Linked DNA regions of Bactrocera dorsalis: region 1 is linked to region 2. The links are chromatin contacts, called in public Hi-C maps. All regions are on one chromosome and are shown on one strand. The core of a region is the stretch at or near the end of the contact, and the rest is flanking DNA. Distances in the headings are between cores, read along the strand shown.

Evidence for each region. A called contact is a pair of places that touch in the nucleus more often than the background predicts.
Region 1: a Hi-C map of whole body shows a contact between it and region 2, with 2.2 times the contacts expected there. The contact joins the promoter of LOC105232170 here to the enhancer-like site in region 2. A contact is called at or near these places in 2 of 2 Hi-C or Micro-C datasets (both in whole body).

Annotation. Positions count from the first base shown.
Region 1 is chr4:7,504,977-7,511,203 of ASM2337382v1, forward strand. LOC105232170 (vitellogenin-1) reads left to right here and starts at 2,373. Exons shown (of 3, transcript XM_011213795.4): 1 at 2,373-2,656; 2 at 2,713-3,095; 3 at 3,157-3,933. The coding sequence starts at 2,425. The coding sequence ends at 3,858.
Region 2 is chr4:7,465,229-7,471,270 of ASM2337382v1, forward strand. It overlaps LOC105232169 (abnormal cell migration protein 10), which reads left to right. Exons shown (of 3, transcript XM_011213794.4): 2 at 1-56; 3 at 116-5,112. The coding sequence ends at 2,385. Among protein-coding and RNA genes, the nearest start is that of LOC105232169, 34 kb to the left of the region's middle. Within about 2 kb of position 1,588, the one cell type or tissue checked has open chromatin away from gene starts, as enhancers often do.

The DNA.
Region 1 (6,227 bases), core at 1,123-3,622, 41 kb after region 2:
CCCAAGGCAATGGGCAGTCTCACATGCGAATTTTAATATAAATAAAATGAATATTGTATGGAAGAGGATGTGGAGTAAGTGGTGAGTGTGTATGTAGAACACAAATGTTGATATTTGAATAAGAAAATTCGCAAGAAATCGATTTCTTTTTATAAAAGGCAAATATTGCATGGATGCTTTTTATTCTTTTTAGATTATTTGAGAGAGTTTCAAAAAAAATTATTTTGAAGTTAAATTTGTTTATTAAGATTAATTTTATATATAATATAATTTTTTGAAAATAGTTTTAATTTTGCTTAAAAAATACACCTGTTTTTAAATTTTTTTTAAGAAAATTTTAGAAATTTATTTTTTTAGAATATTTGAAAAAATGTATATAAAAACATTTATTTTAAAAATTTATAATGAAAATATTGTTTTTTTCATTGTAAACTTTGACTTATGCTTTTGGAATGTCTTTTATAATATGTAGAAATTTTTAAACGTATTTCAATTAAAAATTGTTTATCTTAATGAGTTTCGGTTTAAACAATTTAACTTTTAAAATATTAAAAAATTGTGTAAAATCGAAAATGTTTCATAAATTTTACTTTATTAGTTTGATTTTACTTAATTAAAAATATTTTATATAATTCTATAACAAATTAATTTTTTATAAAATTTTATTTTTAATTAATTTTTTATAATTTTTTAAAAATTAATTTAAATTTAATTTAATTTATTTAAAATTAACAAAATTATTTAAAGTAAACTAAAAAATTCTTTTTAAAAAATTGAATTTAATTAAAAAAATTAAATTAAAGTAAAAAAATAGTACTTCTTATTTTTTATTTAATTTACTGATGTTAATTTTATTTAACTTTATAAAAAATTAATATAATAATTAAATTATGTAAAAAACGCACAACTTAATTATTAAAAAAAATATATATTTTAAATTAAAATAAAAAAAATTAACTTAAAAAATATTAAAATATTTAAATTAAAATATTAAAATTATTTACCTAAATTATAATATTTTACTTTAATTAAAAAAAAATTTTAAAAAAATATTTAAATTAAATTACAAAAATATTTAAATAATTAAATTAAAAATAAAAAAGCACACTTAAAAATATTAAAGTTACCATAATAAAATTATTTACCTTAATTATAATATTTTTTTTAATTAAAGAAAAATTTAAAAAAATATTTAAATTAAATTACAAAAATATTTAAATAATCAAATTAATTAAAAAAAAAAATAAAAAAATACACTTAAAAATATTAAGTTACCATAATAAAATTATTTACCTTAATTATAAAATTTTTTTTAATTAAAGAAAAAATTAAAAAATTATTTAAATTAATTTACAAAAATATTTAAATAATTAAATTAATTAAAAAAAATTAAAAAATGCACTGAAAAATATTTAAATTACAATAATAAAATTATTTACCTTAATTATAATATTTTATTTTAATTACAGAAAAAAATTAAAAAATTATTTAAATTAAATTAGAAAAATATTTCAAAAAATATTTAAATTTATATAAAAAAATTTTGCCTAATTATAACATATTTTGAATTCAAGCAAAAGTTAAAAAAATTAAAAAAAAATTATTTAAATTAAATTATTTAAAAAAATTATTTGTTATTGAATTTTATAATTTTATTAAATATAATTTTCTTCTAATCATTTTTAACTATTTATTTAAAATTTTTTATAGAAAGATATTATATGTATTTGTTTTATAAAAATTGTTTATATATTAAATCATAGATCATATACATATATTTTAATTTAAATAAAAGATTTATTTTAAATCAAAATAATTATTTTTCAAAAGACTTCTCAATGATATTTAATTTAAAAAGGAAAATATTTAAATATTAAAAAAAAAAATATTTTGCCAATAATCATCATTAAGTGACACGTTTCATCCTACTAATCAATTAATAGCTTCGACTGATAACACGAGCTTGCATATACATACACACACACTGACGCACAGCACGTCAGCGAATAGATTACAACTAGTACTACTTATAAACCCTTCTAATCACCGACCCTTACGCCTAGCACGCTAATCTACAGTTGCTTTCACCGTTGGATACGGCTGATCTTGGCAAAACAGCGTAGCGCCTCCAACGCCGCCGTGCCGACAGACACTTCGGCAATATTGCAATTCAGCAAAAACAAAAGTAACAGCGAAAAAAATTTAACTAAGGCGACTCAAGGTGCGGTCAATGCACTGCCGCTGACGATTATGTAAACTAAATTGTTGCATAAAAATATTAACCGTTAATTTGTTGTAATAATTCAATTAACTGCAAAGTTTCTGACGCTCGAGCGCAATGCTGAGTCCAAGCGTTTTTCATATAAAAACAGCGTGCAAACGAGGCGATAGCACAGTTCGCACTGAGTTGCACCCGTGAGCAATATGAAGCTAGTGAAGACATTCGGTTTGTTGGTTTTAATAGTTAGCGCTGTCAGCGCTGGCCATAAGCATGGCAATCACGGCAGCGGCAATACACAAGTGTCGAGCAATCTCAGGCCAACCAGCTGGCTGTTGGTGCAGGAGTTGCAATCTTTGCCCTCAGGGGAGGATATGAGCTTACAACAGTTGGAGAACATGTCGGTGCAGGAAGGAGAGCGTTTGATTGGGAAAATTTGTAAGTAGTTGGCAATGCTAGTAGTCATAATAATTCATACAACTACTATTTTGCAGATCATCTGTTCAAAATCAATCACAACATGAGCCCAAGCTACGTGCCCAGTGCCAGCAATGTTCCCGTGGTCTTCGTCAGACCTAATGGACAGAGCGTGGAGACCAACCTCAACGAACTGGTGACGAAAGCCAAGCAACAGCCCAACTTCGGCAACGAGGAGGTGACCATCTTCATTACCGGACTCCCACAGACCAGTCCAGCCGTCGCCAAGGCCAACAAGAAGCTGGTGCAAGCTTACATGCAACGCTACTACGGACAACAGCAGCCAGTGAATGCCAACAACCAGGATTATGAGTCTAATGAGCGTCAGCAAGCCACTTCCAGCGAAGAGGACTACAGCGAATCGTGGAAGCAGCAAAAATCGAACAGAGGCAATCTTGTCGTAAGTTTTCTACTCGCCGAAACCTTAGCTTCGTCCAAAAAGTTTTCCTTCTTCTCTATAGATCATCAAATTGGGCGCTGTCTTGACGAACTTTAAACGCTATGCTTTGCTCGATGTCGAACAAACCGGCCAAATGATCGGCAAGACGCTCGTCCAACTTACCGATGAGGCTGATGTGCCACAGGAGATCATCCATTTGATTGGTCAAGGTATTGGCGCACAGGTCGCCGGTGCTGCTGGTCGTCAATACAAGCGCTGGACTGGTCATCAATTGCGTCGCATTACCGCTTTGGATCCCGCCAAGATCTTCGCCAGCAACAAGAATGTTTTGAGCGGTTTGGCGCGTGGTGATGCCGATTTCGTCGATGCCATACACAGCAGCACCTGCGGCATGGGCACACGCCAACGTGTCGGCGATGTTGATTTCTACGTCAATGGTCCAGCCTCTGCTGCGCCAGGTGCTGACAATGTCGTCGAGGCAGCTATGCGTGCTACACGCTACTATGCCGAGTCGGTGCGTCCCGGAAATGAGCGCAACTTCGCTGCTGTGCCAGCCAGTTCGATGCAGCAGTATGAGAGCAATGAGGGTTATGGCAAACGCGCTTACATGGGTATTGCGGCTCAGTACGATTTGAAAGGCGATTACGTGCTCAATGTGAATGCTAAGAGTCCTTTCGGCCGGAGCGCTCCAGCTCAGAAACAAGGCTCTTATCATGGTTTGCATCAGGCATGGCGTAGCGACAAGAGGAACAGTCAAAACTAAGGCGCTTGACGACACTGTCTGGTTGAGAAATATCTGTGACCTTTAGTAACCTCAAAATTTTTGTACTTTTATATACTAATCTCTCGGAAAATAAATGGAATTAAAAAAAATTACAAAATGCGTTTATAATGTTATTTAGGACTGGAGACGTAGGTCTACTTAAGATGCCTTCTGAGGTAAGTGGGCGACTGAGATAAATTTTGTTTGAGGAAGGCAATTTTCATCATTTCGAGATATGTCTGAAAAAGGACAGAGGTCTCTTTATTTTAATTTGATAGGAAAATAATAAAAAACAACTTTTTGTTACTTTGAAAATTTATAAAAAATATTTTGAAATGTATTTTCGGAAAAGAAAAAAAAATTATTTATTCGAATTTTCGAAAAAAAAAATTTCGAACATGAATTAAGAAAATTAATTTTTTATTTTTGTTACTTTCAAAATATATAAAAATATTGTGAATTTTTTTTAATTAAAAAAAAAAAGTTTCGAGTTTTCGGAAAAAATATTTGGAACAAGAATTAAAAAAATAATTTTTTTTTCGAAAAATAATTAAAAGAATAAGTTTTTCGAATATTCCAAAAAAAATCGAATAACAATTAAAAAAATAATAATTTTTGTTTTTTTTTGCTTTGAAAATATATAAAAATTTGTTTTTTATTTTCGAAAAATAATTAATAAAAAAAATTAAAAAAAAATTTTTGAGCAAGAAATTAAAAATTAAACTTTTTTCGAAAAAGAATTAAAAAACTACAATTTTTGAAATTTCGAAAAAATTAAAAAAATAAATTTTTGAAAAAAAAAATAAATTTTTGAAAAAAAAGAAATTATATCTAAACATTACTTCGCACTCCAAAAAAGTTTCATGGTTCTTACATAACCCTTTTCCTTGTATTTCTGCAACATTAAATTACATTTTCTAAGCTCATTTGTCACAGCGTTGCCTACTTTCAGGCACCAACTGCTGCGCTTAAAATTGTCTAATGCAAATCTGACCTGCCAACGGCATATGTGGTTAAGCTGCGCATAAACAAATTTCCACAAATGCCACAGCTGCCAAAAACACGCACAAAAATAAGCAGAAACAATAACAAATACACACAAACACAACTACAAGTTAAAACCCAAACTAATTTATTTCGACACCACAAGCCCATAGAGAGAGCAAGCTGACCAATGCAACGGCGCGCAGGAAATGAAAGTAAGCCCTTTCAGCCTAAGTCAGACGCAATTGTGTCTGCGAAAATCCTGGGCATTATTATTATTATTTTATTTATGATTATTATATTTTTTGCAACACACACTTTTTTATGGATATTATCCTTTACTGCCGCACGGCTGTTTCTTATTATTAACAATGCGCTGTTGTTGTTTTTGTTGTGCGGTGAATTTTCATTATTGTACGTGGTAGCTAGCCGGACACGCGCGCCTGCGTGCGCCTAAGCGTGTGTGTAGGCTTAAAGAAGTGTGTGTGTGTGTGAATGCGTTTATGTGTGTGTGCCGTTAAAGGGTTGCTGCCTCGACAGACGCTTTCCAGCCTACTTTGGCAGTTGGGCTATTTTCTTTACATTACTTGCAGCGCCGCTACTAACACACACGCATAACGGTGCCGCAACGCCCACCCTTGACCGAGGCGGTGGAAAAGTGTCCACCTCGCTGGCGTCGGCTGCTGCTAATGTTTTATTTTTTATGTTTATTGCTTTTTTTCTTAACTCTCTGGTAACTCTTGGGCATTTTCATATACAGAGTAAGCCTCACGCCATTTCACACCCACCCTTTTGCTTGACCGCTGCCTGCTGTGCCACTGCTGTTGGCGCTGCTTTACTATCACTGGTCACTCTCGGGCCGCTCGTTTGGGTTCACTCGGTTGTAGCGCAGCAGTAGCGCTCGCCGCTGCCGCCTCCTCAATTGTCCTTACGCACTTTGGCTTGTCCAACGAAAGGGTTCAGTTTCTCTGTCCGTTTTTTACTTTGCAGTTTGCGTATATTAAAAGGCGTCTTTGCTCTCGAGCAGCCTGCTGTCACCAGCTTATCGGCCACCAGCGTCCAACACTTTCTGCATATTTGCTTTGTGTCCAGTTGTGTCCTTCGAAATTTCTGCCACCCATCGAACATTTTATGTGTTGTTGGCGTTGTTGTTGTTGTTGCTTTTGTTGTTATATCTGCTTTTATTATAGCAGTGTGTAGTTATTGTTGTTGTAGGTTATTTAGTTTTTGTTGTTTTCATTGTTGTTGTGGGTTATTCAATTGTTGTTGTGTTTATTGTTGTTGTCGTTAAATTTGGGCTTGTTGTTTTTATTGTTGTACTTGATTTTTGTTGTTGTTATGTTTTCATATTGTTGTTGTTTTTTGATCTTGTTGTTGTTGTTGTT
Region 2 (6,042 bases), core at 338-2,837:
CGTGCACATGCAGGCCAATTGGGCGTTGGTGGAGAACTTGGGCGATCTGCAAATGGGTGAGTACTTGTGTAATTTGGGTCGCGAATTTCTTTTACCGTTAATTTGTTATTTCCAGAGCGTCTCTTCGAGGATCACGAACTGTTGGTGGACAATTTAATGACTTGGAATTCGGATGCGGGCAATCGTGTGCTTTTCCAGCAGCGCAGCGACAAGGTATCGCTTTTCGCCAAACCCGAAATCTACTTGCCGGGCCCACAAATGGCGCCTGGCAGTCAACATGATGAGCATACACGCGCCATGTTGTTGGAGGAGTTCTTCGAGACCAACTCACAGCTGCAGGTAGATGGTCCACTATATATGAAAGCCGATTCGAAGAAGGGCTGGAAACGTTATCACTTCGTGTTGCGCTCTTCCGGTCTCTACTACTTTCCGAAAGAGAAAACGAAGAATACACGTGATTTAGCTTGTCTCACGCTCTTCAATGGCTACAATGTGTATCGCGGTTTGGGTTGGAAGAAGAAATGGAAGTCGCCCACGGACTATGCGTTCGGCTTCAAGTCAGCCGTTGATTCGTCATTGGGTAAGACATGTCGTACATTGAAAATGCTGTGCGCCGAAGATTTGGAGACGATGGAGAAGTGGATCACGGCCATACGCATTTCGAAATACGGCAAACAGCTGTGGGATAGCCACAAAACACTTATGGATGATCTCAGTTTGGGTGATGTGATGTCACAGAGCAGTTTCGGCGTGTCGATGCGCAGCGAATCGATTAGCAGCATCTCATCGGCTGTTCCTTCACAGTGCGGTAGCGTCTCCTCTGCCGTTTCGAGCATGTCCAATTCGAGCGGACGCGTTTCGCGCGCCTCCTCATCTTCGTCAAGTGGCTGCCTTTCGGACGACAACAACGGCTTCGACTCTGAATTCACCACGGGCACCATCAAGCGTAAACCTTCGATGAAACCGAATCTACCGTTGACTACTATGACGCGTCAGCTGAAGGAAGTCGGTGAAATTACTATTTGTGAAGGCAGTGGCGCTGATGTGCAGGACGCCACCTCGCCTGAGCGCAGCGGCACGTTAACACGTCGACACAGTCGCCGCAAATCGCAAGAGAGCAACGGTAGCGGTACACTAAAGCGGCGCCAGCCCACAGCGGCTGTGGCCAAACGCGGTTCGGCCGAAAGCATGAACGCAACCGCTTGCAATTCATCTGGTTCCTCCAATTCGACACCGACGCCAACGCCCAGCATTTGCACCAAACCGCTGTTGGAATATGAAGCGTCGCGCGCCACACCCGTTAACGATGTGCCCGGCGTCACAAATTGCATGTCCTCATCAACACTCTCGCTAGACTCGCTGCCGCCACCACCACCGCCGCCGCCGATTACCGATGAACACGAGATATATGGCTCACAGCTGTCGTTGGTCTCATTGCCACCGCCGCCGCCACCAGAAGACGTCATGGTATATCCACAGCCGCCACAGGAATACGCGTGTGCTGGTGGTGTTAAGTCGAACGGCATGCCGCCGGCGGTGCCTGCGAAGCCGCAAAAATCGCAGCAAACGCCGGTCAAGGGACCCGCGCCACCCTACAAGGCGCCACCAGAGTACGTGGGGCAAGCGCACACTCAGCATATGAACAATAGCAACAACAACAGTGGTATTAATGCTGCTGCGGCCGCTGGTCTGCCACCGCCACCACCACCAACGAATACCGGCACACAAAAGAAAGTCTCCTTCGCCGATTCGCCAGTGTTGTTGCGTCGCAAAATGTGCTCCCCCGAGCCGCCCGTGTGTGTAATGCAAATGCATGCACAACCCATTTATGGTTATGCGCCTTGTCCGCTGCCACCGCCACGCGCTGATATGACGCGTCTTTCCACGAACTCCTCGAACTGTAGTTCCATCGACTTTGGCTCACCGAAGCGCCTGCAGGAGTCCACCTCGAATCCGCCGCGCGACTTTCTCAAGGATCTGCAGCGCGTAATGCGCAAGAAATGGCAAGTGGCGCAGAAGTGCAAACTGGAACCGGCTACAACGCCGCACGAAGTGCTCGGCTTTCGTGATTTCAACGATGAGTTGCACAATTTGAATGCTTCCGCCACCACACACTACTACCGCGAGACGGCCAATGTGAGTAATTGGGTGCAGGAACATTATGGCGCAGGCGCACCACCGCCGCCGCCGAGCGAGTATGCGCTCTACGAAAATTTACATGCGAATGATGCGCCGAACGGCATGGGCGGCACAGCGGTCATGATGGAACCACAATTCCCTATGAGCGGCACGGCGGTGGCTGCAGCAGCGGCACAACGCAAGAAGCGGCCACCGCCACCACCACCCAAACGCAGCGATTCGACGCAGCTGACGCATAGGGTTTAGGGATGTGGCGGAGGCCAACGTCGCCGGCATTGGTTTCTGTGCGGTTGGTAAAATATGGCACTGAGGCGGCTGCCTAAACGCCTGCTAGTGTTGCAAAGTGCGAGCGAAAAAGCGAGAACGTAGCGTATATGAGCGCCGAAAAGGTGGAGAGATTTATGTGTTATGCTTAGGTAGGGTTCAGAACCTGTGTCTGCTGCGCGGCCAGTTGCTAAGCGAATTGCGGCGGCAATGGACACAAAATATGTCCTTTTTATGTAGTTTATAATTCAGCTATATATAAAATTAACAAATTTTTATATATATTTACATGCTTATACATAAATACATATAGTATGGACGTCTAATACTTAAGATTTACATACATACGGGCATACATGCTTTAGCGTAAAGCGAGTTTTCGCGCAAAATTTTTTAGGTTAAGATAACAAAACGCTACTTAAATGCTTTCAAAATGTCTACGCCTAGGAATTGTACAATATGCCATACTACTTTATTGAAGGAAAAAGGGGAAGGTAATTTGCAAAGTGGGGCACTTAGTAATGCATCTATAAAATAAGCTAAGAAATTTTCAAAAAAAAATATGTCTCATTTGAATCATAAAAGGATAGCGCATTGCATTTTTTACAAAATCATAATTTTTTGCAAACTCTACACAACTCTCCACACAATTTATTGGATATAAAAATGCAAGTATGCGTAAAAGCGCTTAAGCAAATGCGTGTAAATGCTAAAGAATAAGATTTGCGAAACTCTACACAACTCTCCACACGCTTTTTAACTAAAAAATTTCAAATATACGCAGAAAACACTATGATATAAGTTTTTCAAAACTCTACGCAACTCTCCACACGCTTTTTAACTAATAAATCCCAAATATGTGCAGCACAATTCGCGCAAATGTGCATAAACGCTATGGTTTAAGTTTTTCAAAACTCTACACAACTCTCCACACAATTTATTGGCTATAAAAATGCAAGTATGCGTTAAAGCTCTCAAGCATATGCTAAAGAATAAGATTCGCGAAACTCTACACAACCCTCCAAACAACTCTCCACTAAATTTTTCGTCCCTAAACATTTTTGTATGTGTCTTGTCTCAACAAAAACATTTGAAAACATATTAGCGCCATTAAATAAACGTGAACTCTCCACTCTTTATGCTCCACCTGTATTAGGCAAGCAATACTTCGCAAACTCCCAATTAATATGTCTTGCGAATTTTGTATTTTAGCAAAAATTTTTAAACGAAATTTAAAATTTGTCTAATTCTAAAAAAAATATAATTATAAGCCAAATTTTTTATTTCGCATTAAGCAGCAACTAAAAGAATATTTAGTACTTTAGTATTATTGTACCAAAATGGCAAATCTACACACATTTAACGATTGCCAGCAGCATGTAATGCAAACTTGAAACCATGAAACACTGAATTTCATTTCATTTTACTGTAAATGTAAGTATACACTTTTATGTGTGCAAAAAATTTTCGAACAAAGTTATGAAGTAGTTTATTATTTGTATAATAATTGAAATGAACTCTAACGCCTTACGATTTAGAAGCGAATATTAGCGTTTAGTTTTTAGTGTAAAATTTGAAAAAAAAAAAATAAGAATTTGTAAGCTAAAAGGTGAATTTCTTATTGTCCAATTGGCGTCTACAAATTAAGCTTGTATGTGTATGTACTTATTTAAGTGAAATTCTTAAAGTAATATGTGAAATGAAACGGAAAAGAAATTAATTTTATGAATTTTTGAATTTTGTAAAAAATAATAAAATAGATAATACCACTTTTCCATAAAAATTTTAAAGCAAATTTATTTGTGTGTAAAAATAATTCATAATAATAGTAATTAAATTGTTCCTAAGCAAAAGCATTTCACTTGAAACATGAAAAATAAGTTAAAAAAAAATATTTATAAAAATATTAATAAAAATTAAAAAAAATATTTTTTAAAATATTTGAAAAAAAATTGAATGAAAAATTAATTTTAAAAAAGCTAAAACGATTGGGCAATTAAAAAGTTTTTAGAAATAAATATTAAACTGATTTATGCGTTTCGTGCGACGAGGCGCCGTTAATTACAGGCATGGAATTTTGTAAAAAAAAAAAATAATTAAAATTGCGAGAAAATAAGTTTTGCATTTTTTTCGATTGTAAAATTTAGTTATTACGCTTGTACAGTATATTAAATGCAAAAATATGTATAAAAACTTAAAAAAAAAAACATAAATAAATAAACTAAAATTCTGTCAAAGTATCAGTGTTCCCCGCTTTTTCTACTATAAAATGCCTCGTAGCAATTTTAGTGCGTTGAAAGCAAAAGTTACTCTCAAACCAATACTAAATAAATCAAATATTATAAAGTAAATTAAACTATACATAAAATACGCTAATAAATAAATGAAAAATAAATTATTAATAAATTTTGCTAAATAAATGATATTTGCTAAGAAGAAACAAAAACAAAAAAAAAAAAAAATAAATGCGAAAAAATACTTATTAAGGCGTCGAAAATATTTATGTAAAAAATCTACATTTTTGCATAATTTTATATTATATATTTATTACATAAAGAATGTAATTGTATACCACAGATATTTGTAAATGCCATACAAAAGCAGTTTATCGAATATTATACAGCAACTACTATACTAAAATTTATGAAAAATAAAAATGCTTATAAAAGTAAAATAAAATATAAAAATAATTTTAAAATGAAATAAAAATTACTATAAAAATAAAATAAAATTTATTATAAAAATAAAATTTATTATAAAATAAAATTTATTATAAAATAAAAAGAAATTTATTATAAAAATAAAATAAAATTTATTATAAAAATAAAATAAAATTTACTATAAAAATAAAATAAAATTTATTATAAAAAAAATAATATAAAAGCATTAGCAATACATAAGCATTGCGTGTGCGCCTTTGTTGTATCTCAAATGTTTGTTTTTTAAAGAAATAAATTTTATTTTGTGTAAATTCAAGTTTTCGTTTTATTATTTTAATTATTGGTTTTCTTCTTTGCAGTTTATGTGAAAATTAAAAAAAAAAAATTATTTTGAAATGTCGGCCCATAAAAAATTCAAAAATTTAGACTTGTTATAAATTAAAAAAAATTCTCAAGTTTAAGAAGTTAAAACAAATAGATGGTTTCAAAAAATTTAAAAATTAAAAAAAAATTAAAAAATTTGAAAATTAAAAAAAAATTATTTTGAAATGTCGGCCCATAAAAAATCCAAAAATTTAGACTTTTTCAAAAATTTTATAAATTAAAAAAATTCTCAAGTTTTAGAAGTTAAAACAAATAGAAGAGTTCAAACAATTAAAAAAAATAGAAATTAAAAAATTTGAAAATTAAAAAAAAAAATAAAAAAAAATGTTTTGAAATGTCGGGCCATAAAAATTCCAAAAATTTAGAGTTTTTTTAAAATTTTATAAATTCAAAAAATTCTCAAGTTTTAGAAGTTAAAACAAATAAAAGGATTCAAAAAATTTAAAAATTTGAAAATTAAAAAAAAATTCAAAAAAAAAATATTCTGAAATGTCGGCCTATAAAATAAAATTTAGACTTTTTCAAAAATTTTATAAATTAAAAAAATTTTCAAGTTTTAGAACTTAAAACAAATAGAAGGTTTCAAAAAATTTAG